Regions from separate parts of the Gossypium hirsutum genome. Here regions 1 and 2 are each linked to region 3. A link is a contact called in public Hi-C data. All regions are on one chromosome and are shown on one strand. The core of a region is the stretch at or near the end of the contact, and the rest is flanking DNA. Distances in the headings are between cores, read along the strand shown.

Region 1 (3,163 bases), core at 519-3,018, 150 kb after region 3:
TAAATTATATTTTTATGTGAATATTATCAACTTGCAAATTTGAAATTCAAACTATTTAATTTTTTTTATTTTTTTTATTTTTTTTCATATTTGCATTTTTATGCCAATCGTTTCTTTAATTTTTGTTTCATACTTTAATTTTTTTTAAAATTTTTAAATAATTATTAATATTTTTGTATATTTTCTATTTTTTTATAGTTTTACACTTGTTTAAAATGAAATGGATAAATGTGTATCAAAATTCAAATATTATTTAATTTTTTATATTTTCTATTTTTTATAGTTTTACACCTATTTAGAATGAAATGAATATCCAGATTCAAATATTATTTAATATTTTTTGTATTTTGTATTTTTATTTATAGTTTTTACTTGTTTAGAATTAAATAGACAACTATTTATCTAGATTCATTTTGGATGTAATTTTCTCTCCACCATCCTCTACCTTCTTCTTTACTTTTCGGTGAGCAACTGTCATCAGAGAACTCGATATTCTTCGGTTTCTGACAGCGGTGCACGGTGGCCGGCACAAATAAACCTTTTTTAAAAAAATGACACAAATCAATTCTAGTAGAAAAATGGTGTGGCATTGACTACCTTGATCAATACACCTTTGATCAAGTGTAGAATGTATGGTTTAGCATGGCAATCAAAATCATTAGGTGTCACGTTCTTTAGGAGATTCTCGAAGCATTCTCCAATTGAACCATCTTCACCATATGATTGATGTAATATGATGGAAGGTCAACGCCTATTTTGAATGCTTGAATTAATACCCATTGTAGATTAAATTAAGTGTTTCCTATTACAAGACACCAGTCCACTAAGAGTTTGTTAGTAATGCTACATCTTTTATCGATATTATCACTTCGCAACATAGAATATATAAGTATGTGGTTTGAAATTTCCCATCGTTCAATCAAGCATATATGACTGTTGAGAGAAAAGTACCTCTTCTTATTTGGCTTGCATGATAAAAACCAACATCCTTTAATTGCTAGTTGATTCTCTTGTGAGGCACACTAAACTCATGTTACCGCGAGCCTTAACAACAAGAGAATACTCCAAAGTTGTTACTTCTCAAGGAACATGTATTGCTTTTGATGCCATTCCGGTACAATTAGAAAATGTATCCTAGAGGTTAGCTACGTACAACTAAGGGAAGAATGTAACATAGTTGTAATATTGATTTATAGTGAAAACCTATCATTTGCTTTCACCTATTTATAGGTTTCCAATTTAGGGTAATTTCTTTTAAAAGTCGACATTTATAATTAAATTTTGGATTTAAATTAATTAATTATATTAAATTATCCCTTTTCGAATTGTTGTTTAAACTTTGATCACAATAACTATCGAGTTTAAGGTTAGTTGATTAAAATTTAAATTATATTTAATCAGTTAAATTCTCAAATAAGGATAAATATTAAATTTATATATGAACTTTGATCTAATGTGCAATGTCATATATAAATTTATTTTTGTGCGATTTTATACATGAAATTTTGATTTGATTTGATTCATTTCATTTTTAACAATTCACTACCATTTTACATTGATATATTGTATATACAAATAATTATATATATTTATTTATTTAAACGTGTACAATTGAATTACATAAAAATTTTAAGTATATTTATGAATCATAGTTCAAATTTTATATATATAATTACATTAAATTAAAATCTTATATATTAAATTTAAACTAAAGTCAACGCCTATGTGGTATAATGATTTAAAGAATTACACCAAATCCAGATAAACGGTGTAGAGTGTAAAGAAAGCAGTTGTATAGAAGGCTGAGAATTAAGTTTACTTCTTACTCATTGGTTTAATTCTTTTTATATAAAACTAATTTGGTTTTCCGATGACGTAATACAGAGCTAAGTTCCAAGAGAGGATAGGATAGGGTAGTCACATTGAGAGTAATCAATTTGTCATGACAGTTAACCAACCATAAACACTCGCTATAAAACCATGGTTTATTGCCCCCCTTTGTATCGTCAATTTCTTCATTCCCTCTCTCCCTAGTGTTTTCCGATATGGCTTCAGCTGATGTTGAGTACCGATGCTTCGTCGGAGGGCTCGCTTGGGCCACCGATGACCGGGCTCTCGAAGAAGCCTTCAGTGTGTATGGCGAGATCGTCGAATCGAAGGTCCGTTTGTTGCAGAGATCGGACTCCAGATCTGACTCGATCCGACCCAATCCGGGCCTCCCTGTCTATGATCTGTGATCCTTGATCTGTTGTTTTCTGTTACTGCTTGTTACTTGATACTCTCTTGTTACTCTTCTCTCTTTTATAATCTCTCACCGGTACGTTCTGTCTTCATTCCATCTGGGCCGAAAGATCGATCGATTCTGACGAATCTATGTTTTTGTCCTTCTCTTTGCATCTTTCTTCTGATATTGATTTTTTTATTAATTGATTTTCGTTTCTTATTTAGATTATCAATGACCGTGAATCTGGAAGATCCCGAGGCTTTGGGTTCGTAACTTTCCGTGACGAGAAATCTATGAGAGACGCTATTGAAGGAATGAACGGTCAGAATCTTGACGGAAGGAACATTACCGTAAACGAAGCCCAATCACGCCGAAGCGGTGGAGGCGGCGGTGAAGGATACGGAGGAGGAAGCGGAGGCTACAAAAGAAGTGGAGGAGGCGGAGGATATGGTCGCCGTGAAGGAGGCTATGGAGGTGGCCGTCGTGAGGGTGTATTCGGGAATGGTGGAGGATATGACGGCGGAGGCGGTGGTGGCGGATATGGCGGAGGCGGTGGCGGATATGGCGGCGGTGGCGGTGGTGGATATGGAGGTTGACGCTGAGATGGTGGGTCTCGTTACTCGAGGAGGCGGAGCGTCTGATGGGAGCTGGAAGACTTAGGGTCGTAGGGTTAGCATTTAAGTGGGCTTTGGGCTTTGCTTTTTCAGTTGGATGATGACGTGTTTCAAATATTGGTGCTTTATTGTTGTTTTGTAGCAGTTTGGATTCTCTCGTTTTTGACCGATGTTTATGTGACAAAAAACAATGGAGGGAAGTATACTATCTTCTTTTCAATTTCCAAACCTAAAATCAGTTTCAGGCTTTGAATTTCCAAAATTTTCATTACACCAATAACCACAAGAGAGGCTAGGATAGTACAAGCCCAAACAATGTGATGGG
Region 2 (3,071 bases), core at 406-2,905, 250 kb after region 3:
AAAGTGACCTGAAGCCGAGAAGAAACCGATTTTTAATTTCAAGAATTTTAGTTTAGGGATTTCATTAAACAATAAAAAAATTTAATCTTTTTTTTTAGTATTGAATAAAAGAGATAGAGGAATGCAAAAAAGATATACCTGAACCCTCAATTGAATCCATTTTTATGAAGTGGTCAATTTAATTTCAACTATTTTGATCTTAATAATAGTTTTTCTAGTCAAATAAAAAAAATCATTAAAAAAGAAGAAGAGATGGAAGAAAAATAAAAAAGAGAAGATGAATAGCTTTTTTAGTTAAGGTTTAGGTTTAAAATTTTTAATTAATTAATTTTTTTAATTAAAAATCTATTTTCACACATTTAGAAATTCAAGTTAGTACCTAAAATCTAGTTTGACTGCCACGTAGGATTACCGTTAGAGAGATAACGGAACTTAACGGTAAAGTGATCACTTCGTAACAAAATAATAACATAAGTGACTAAAACGTAACATTTCAAACATAAATGACTAAAATGTAACTTGGAGCAAATAAAAATAACTATTTTTATAGATTACCCTTAAAAATAAGAACTCCATACCTATCTCATCATCTAATAAAATATCTAGGTTTCAAACAAAGTTTCCATTTTCAGAATTTTCAAATTTCGGTACATATTAATATATTGTCCATATTTAAAATATCATTTTATCAAATGTTTTAAAATTAAATTTAATCACCTTTATTTTTAATTTATATACATTATTAGTATATTAAATGTAAAATATTTTAACTATAAATTTTTAAGATATAAAAATGTTGGATACGTTTGGACATGCAGCTTTTATATACTAATAATACTGTGTATATCAGACAGACCTTTTGAAAAAGCTGCCTAAGATACGCAGAGAAGTTCTGCTTTACGGCTTTAAAACTTATTACTTAAAACAAGGCAAATTAAAGGAAATGGCACAGTCGTGACATCCATGTAAGTAGATGCACTCAAAACTAGGTCACATTATGAGTTTTACTTCCTCTATTTATAAAATAAGTAAATTAATTTTTATTAAAAATTATATTTATTTTTACTATTTAAAGTTTATTCATATATATTAGAATGAAATATACATGGCAATAATTTAATTATTTTATTAATTATGCTAATTTTTAACTATAAGAATAGATAATAATAAAAGTGACTAATTTAATTTGTGGCTTAATATATAAAAATTAATTTACTTATTTTTTGAATAATTAAAATAAAATACAATCTAATTTATAATTCAGAGACATTTATAGTACTTTGATCAAAGGAACTCGTGGAGTTTGAAGAGTGTTATGTGTATATTTATGGAACTAAAAGTTCTATTACATTTGTTTTAGGATGGGAAATAATTGTATGAAATATTGATGTTATGTCATCGATATTTCTTTTTTAATAGTTTTATATTATATCAGTATGTTCATCCTATAAAAAATCAAATTCAAAATAAAATTATTGATGTGGCGTAAGATTATTAAAAAAATAATATTATTATTACATAAAATCTCTTCTCTTTTTAGATTTATTAAAATTAATATTTTTTGAAAAACTAGGATTATTTCTTTGAACAATTGGAGAGAGAAAAAAAACCCCTTGGTGTCCTAATGGGTAGTGGGTAGTGGGTAGTGGAATGGTACATAAGATATAAGAGTATAGGCGAATCCCAACACCATTGATATCTCTGAAAAGCCTTCAGAATGGAGAGGGGTTGGGGCCTGCAACTCACTAGGATCCGCTCTTTTACATCGGATCTGCTGCAATCTTTCATTGCCGCCTCCTCTCTCTCCTTCTATAATTATTTTTTTTTCAGACCACATCAGTATTGGCTACTAACTTGAATTCAGTTTGGGTATGATATTTAATTTAATTTATTTATATTTTTTTTAAAAAAAATTAAAGATCAAATCTAAATATTTAAGATTCCTTCCTCTATTATTTTTAGACTAATTTATAATAAAAAAAATTAGAAATTAAGTTTGACAAAGTATGAAAGGCCGCCTTTGAATGGGGACACCTCGTTTTCGGGGGGTTACTGCAGGCATAACCGCATAAGAGGGAAAGATTGAGTGCTTCCTCTAACAAATGTATTCTAATGAAAAGAGTTGGCGTATGTATATCGCTATGGACTAAGCCGAAAGCTGAAAATTTTGTAAACCATTCAATATGATTGGACCACATTGCCACAAAGACGTTTCACTGACCAATAACCCCAACTTTTATTTAAATTAATAAAAATATTTTTAACGAGTTTAACAATTAGATTTAAATTTTAAAAAATAAAAAAAAATTAAATTTTAAATATACGAAAAGTTTATCAGTAAGCTCCAGTGAGGCGTGCTAAGTGTTTAGCACCTCAATTTTTTCATCCTCCTGTCTGCCTTTTCATTCTCACCAGTCTTTCATGGTCTATTATATCCCTACATTTTTGTTCGTTTCTTTTGAGCTTTGGCACATAATTTCCTCATTTTTTGCCTTAAAACTTCCCTTAAATTTTGTATAATTATTTTACAAATCATCAAGTGATTATTTCATATATAAATAATAAAAAATAAATATACAAGTTTTTTAATAAGCTAATGAAAATATTTATTACTATATAATTAATATAAATTAACTAAAAATAAAGAATAAAAAAATAGTTTGAAACAATATTATTATTAATTTTTATTTATTTATTAAAAATAAAATATTATATAGAAAATAATTTAATATTTTAAATAATATCCTTACTGGTTATTTTCTTTCTTTTTCTTATTACTATTACAATAATTAATCTTACCGTATATCCAAATAGACCCATTTTAATTTAGATGATGTATAAAAATTAGTATTTGTAATAAATAGAGTAGAGAGGAAGTGATGGAAGGAAAGAGAAAGAGAGGGCCCATTTGGCCTTAGTTATAGTATTAGTTCATGTGTAAGTACATGGGAAGGAGGGGTGAGGGGAAGGCCCCCCTCAAGTTTCTTTTGGAATGATAATGGAAGTAGCCTTCATCCTCTCTGGACTTGTACCCACCACTTCCATACTATATCTACTTATTACGACTACCC
Region 3 (3,238 bases), core at 697-3,196:
CCGATGCACAACTTTAGGTTCCAGCCCTTCATGTAGATAGGCTAACCTGCAAAGTAACCAATAACATAATAATTAGTGGAGGGTAAACCTGAAAAAGGATGCAAGTACGACAAAAACTAGATGCCACTTTGAGATTAGAGACTAATGAAAGTTTACAATATGAAGATACAAAATCAGGGCATAGGAGGTTTTGATGAAACCTCTCCTGCTTTTAGCTTTTAGCTTCTTTTTCTTCTCAATCAATATGATACTAAGCATAAAAAGATTTCTAAGCAGACACAAAGGACGCAAGTAATGCCCACATAAGATGATATCCAACTGCACATGTAAAAGTTTTTATTTTTCCAGGCAGATGCAATAGAAATAATGTTTCATGAGCCTGGGCAAGGTAAAAAAGGGAGGGAACTCCGAACCCTTTTGCCGTTCCTATCGCAATCTTCATTCTTATATCCCAGGTAAGTGGACTAACAGGACCTACATCGCCATGTAACCACTGCTCCAAGTTCCCATTGTCGACGTATTCATACACAAGCATCCTGAAGAAATAGTAATTTAGTATTTTACAGTTCATTTTCACTTAAACATACAAAGGTTTGTCTATGTCAAGTTGCATATAAAAAATTTACCTTCGAGCACCTTCAGCGCAGTACCCAACTAATCCTACCAAGTTCTTATGCCTCACTTTGCCAATGGCTTCAACTTCTACGGTGAACTCCTTTTCTGCTTGGCCCCTGTTAACAATGCAACAGCGATTTCGCTTAAACAATAACTAAAATAAAATTAATAAACAAATCTTATATTACTTACCGTTTCCTAGTCAACATTAAAAGAAATGAGAGGCAAAGTAAAAGCAAAGAAAACGAAAAACAGTTTGATTATTTTATTTTAAAGCAATAAAGAACAAAGTAGCCATTTCTTTTTTTACTTTTCCTAATACTGCGCCACGCAACAAAGAGATGTAGTTAATTTTACTTAACAATTTTAAAAAGTAGATTGAAAGAGGTAGATTAAAGTCAAAACAGCAATTTAAAAAATCAAAAGCATGATCTTTTAACAGTCTGTCTTGGATCTAGAAGGTATAAAAAAAAATTAAAAAAAAAAGAATAAACAATATAATGAGTTTACCAGAAACTGCTGTTGTCTTTTCCCCAGAAACAAACAGAGAGAAGAATAACTTAAGGAAGCTCTTTTTACGTACTTGTTATTAAGCAGATTTTTTACAGCAACGACCGAACCATCTTGCAAAATGCCTTTGAAAACGATACCGTAACCACCTTCACCGATCACATTCTCTTCGGCGAATCCATGAGTCGCCATCTCCAGCTCCCTCATGCTATACCATCGACCCCACCCGATATTCTGAGCATCCGCCGACACGTCACTAGCTCCGGAGGCATCGTCGCTGACACCTTCGTTACTCTTATTGGGAACCAGGATTCCGATCTTGCCCTCGTCTCTAAAGCAATCGGCATGTTGATCCAACGCCTTGATCGCCACAATCTCTTTGGAGACCAAAGGAATCAGACCTGAGCTATGCTTCACTTTCCGTTTCCGGGCATTTCTGTTTAAACGGCAACAGAGGAAGATCGTAAAAGAGAATAGAAGAAGAAAAAAGACCAGGAAGATTGAGATTACTAAGTAGAGCTTAAGGTTGAACAGGGGCGTTTTGTATGAAAGAATGTGAGATATAGAGTTGTTATTGTTGCCATCATCGGTTTCGCCGGTGACTGGCATTGGTTCCGGCGAGGGATGGAATTCTCTAGGGAAAGTTGAAGGAAATGTTAGCAGAAATAGAGATCAGAGAGAAGGGAAAAGTTAGGGAACTAAGGGGTTTTTGTGCTTTAAAGAGAAATGAAAGGAAAAAAAAAAAAAAAAAACCAAACACAGAGAGAGGAGTTTTCAAGCTTCAACGGATAAAAAGAAAAACAAAAGAAAAAGGAAAAGAGTGAAGTAGACATGAGAGATGTTGAGATGTAACCAAATTGGGTTTGCTTATGCGGGTTTATTACGGTAATGCCACTGTAGACTTTCTATCTATTTACTTCTACTTGACTGGAAATGGCATCGAACGCCTAAAGTTCCAGAATTTGGAATCAACATTTTCTCAATTTATCTATATCTATAATTATATTAATCTCTTCAATTCTTTTAAAAATTATAATTTTTATTTTTATAAATAAGTAAACATTAATACAAGTGTATTTTTGTTTTTTCATATTTTCTTAGTAAAATAATAGGTTAAAATTTTCGATTAGTCTCTGTACTTTACCAAAAGTTATGAATTTAGTCCGTGTTCTTTTAATTTAGTTATTTTTAGTTTTTGTACTTTTTAAATTTTAAAATTTAAGTCTTTAGCAAAGATAATTATTAAATTTATTAAGTTATGTTTTGTTATTTTCAAAATCTGATATGGCAAACATATTATCATATGTATACTCACTAAAAATTCAATTAATGGATTAACGTCTGTCATTTGCATTAAAACTGAAATTTCAAATTTTTAAAAGTATAGAGTCTAAAAATAATCTAATTAGAGAATGTGGATTAAATCTATAACTATATACATAGTACAAGACCAATAATTAAGTTTAATCAAAGGGATTTAATTGCTACTATTTTAATCAAAAATTCAAAAAATACATAATTTAAGCAAAACAAAACTATCATAAAATTTAAATTTTTTTTAATGATAATAGGATTTCAACTTATTACACTTATTTTCTTAAATTTTTAACTTAAAAATCATTTTATCAAATTTCTCACTTGATTTTAATATATAATTTTTATATAAATTTTTTTCACTCGCAAAACTAATATTTTATTCTTATAGTTAAAATCCAAGGATGTTAAAATGAGAAATAAATACAAAGGTGTGTTTGTGATTAATTTGGAAACAGAAATCAAAGAAAACAAGAAGATTTGATTTCCTGGGGCAATGGCCAATTAGGGTTTTACGTAAATCACAAATAAGCCGACCAAAATTCTTTGGAGATTTGAACAATAACCATTTCTTTAAAACACTTGACCAGATTGAAAGTGAATGTCTTAACGTAAACTTGCTACCTAATAGATTACCTACGCTGCATCATTTAGATATGTCTACTTATTACATATTTATTTAGCATAAAAATAGTTAGATATACTTATAATATGTTTGTATAATTACAATCCACAAATGAAATCATAATTATAATAAACACTCCAAATAACTACGACTAACATTAATCATTATGTTATA

The links. Hi-C and Micro-C count contacts between places; a contact is called where the count stands out from the background.
Region 1: a Hi-C map of leaf shows a contact between it and region 3, with 1.6 times the contacts expected there. The contact joins the promoter of LOC107928749 here to the promoter of LOC107931617 in region 3. A contact is called at or near these places in 2 of 34 Hi-C or Micro-C datasets (both in leaf).
Region 2: a Hi-C map of leaf shows a contact between it and region 3, with 1.9 times the contacts expected there. The contact joins the enhancer-like site here to the promoter of LOC107931617 in region 3. A contact is called at or near these places in 5 of 34 Hi-C or Micro-C datasets (all in leaf).

What each region holds. Positions count from the first base shown.
Region 1 is chrA12:4,169,835-4,172,997 of Gossypium_hirsutum_v2.1, forward strand. LOC107928749 (glycine-rich RNA-binding protein GRP1A) reads left to right here and starts at 1,769. Exons shown (of 2, transcript XM_016860007.2): 1 at 1,769-2,159; 2 at 2,449-3,058. The coding sequence starts at 2,046. The coding sequence ends at 2,820.
Region 2 is chrA12:4,271,801-4,274,871 of Gossypium_hirsutum_v2.1, forward strand. No RefSeq gene overlaps it. Among protein-coding and RNA genes, the nearest start is that of LOC121210829, 12 kb to the right of the region's middle. Within about 2 kb of position 1,656, at least 4 of the 9 cell types and tissues checked have an H3K27ac peak or open chromatin away from gene starts, as enhancers often do. A contact at or near this core is called in leaf, where this site is marked.
Region 3 is chrA12:4,017,390-4,020,627 of Gossypium_hirsutum_v2.1, forward strand. LOC107931617 (probable receptor-like serine/threonine-protein kinase At4g34500) reads right to left here and starts at 1,947. Exons shown (of 7, transcript XM_016863557.2): 1 at 1,199-1,947; 2 at 627-731; 3 at 414-536; 4 at 1-46. The coding sequence starts at 1,734.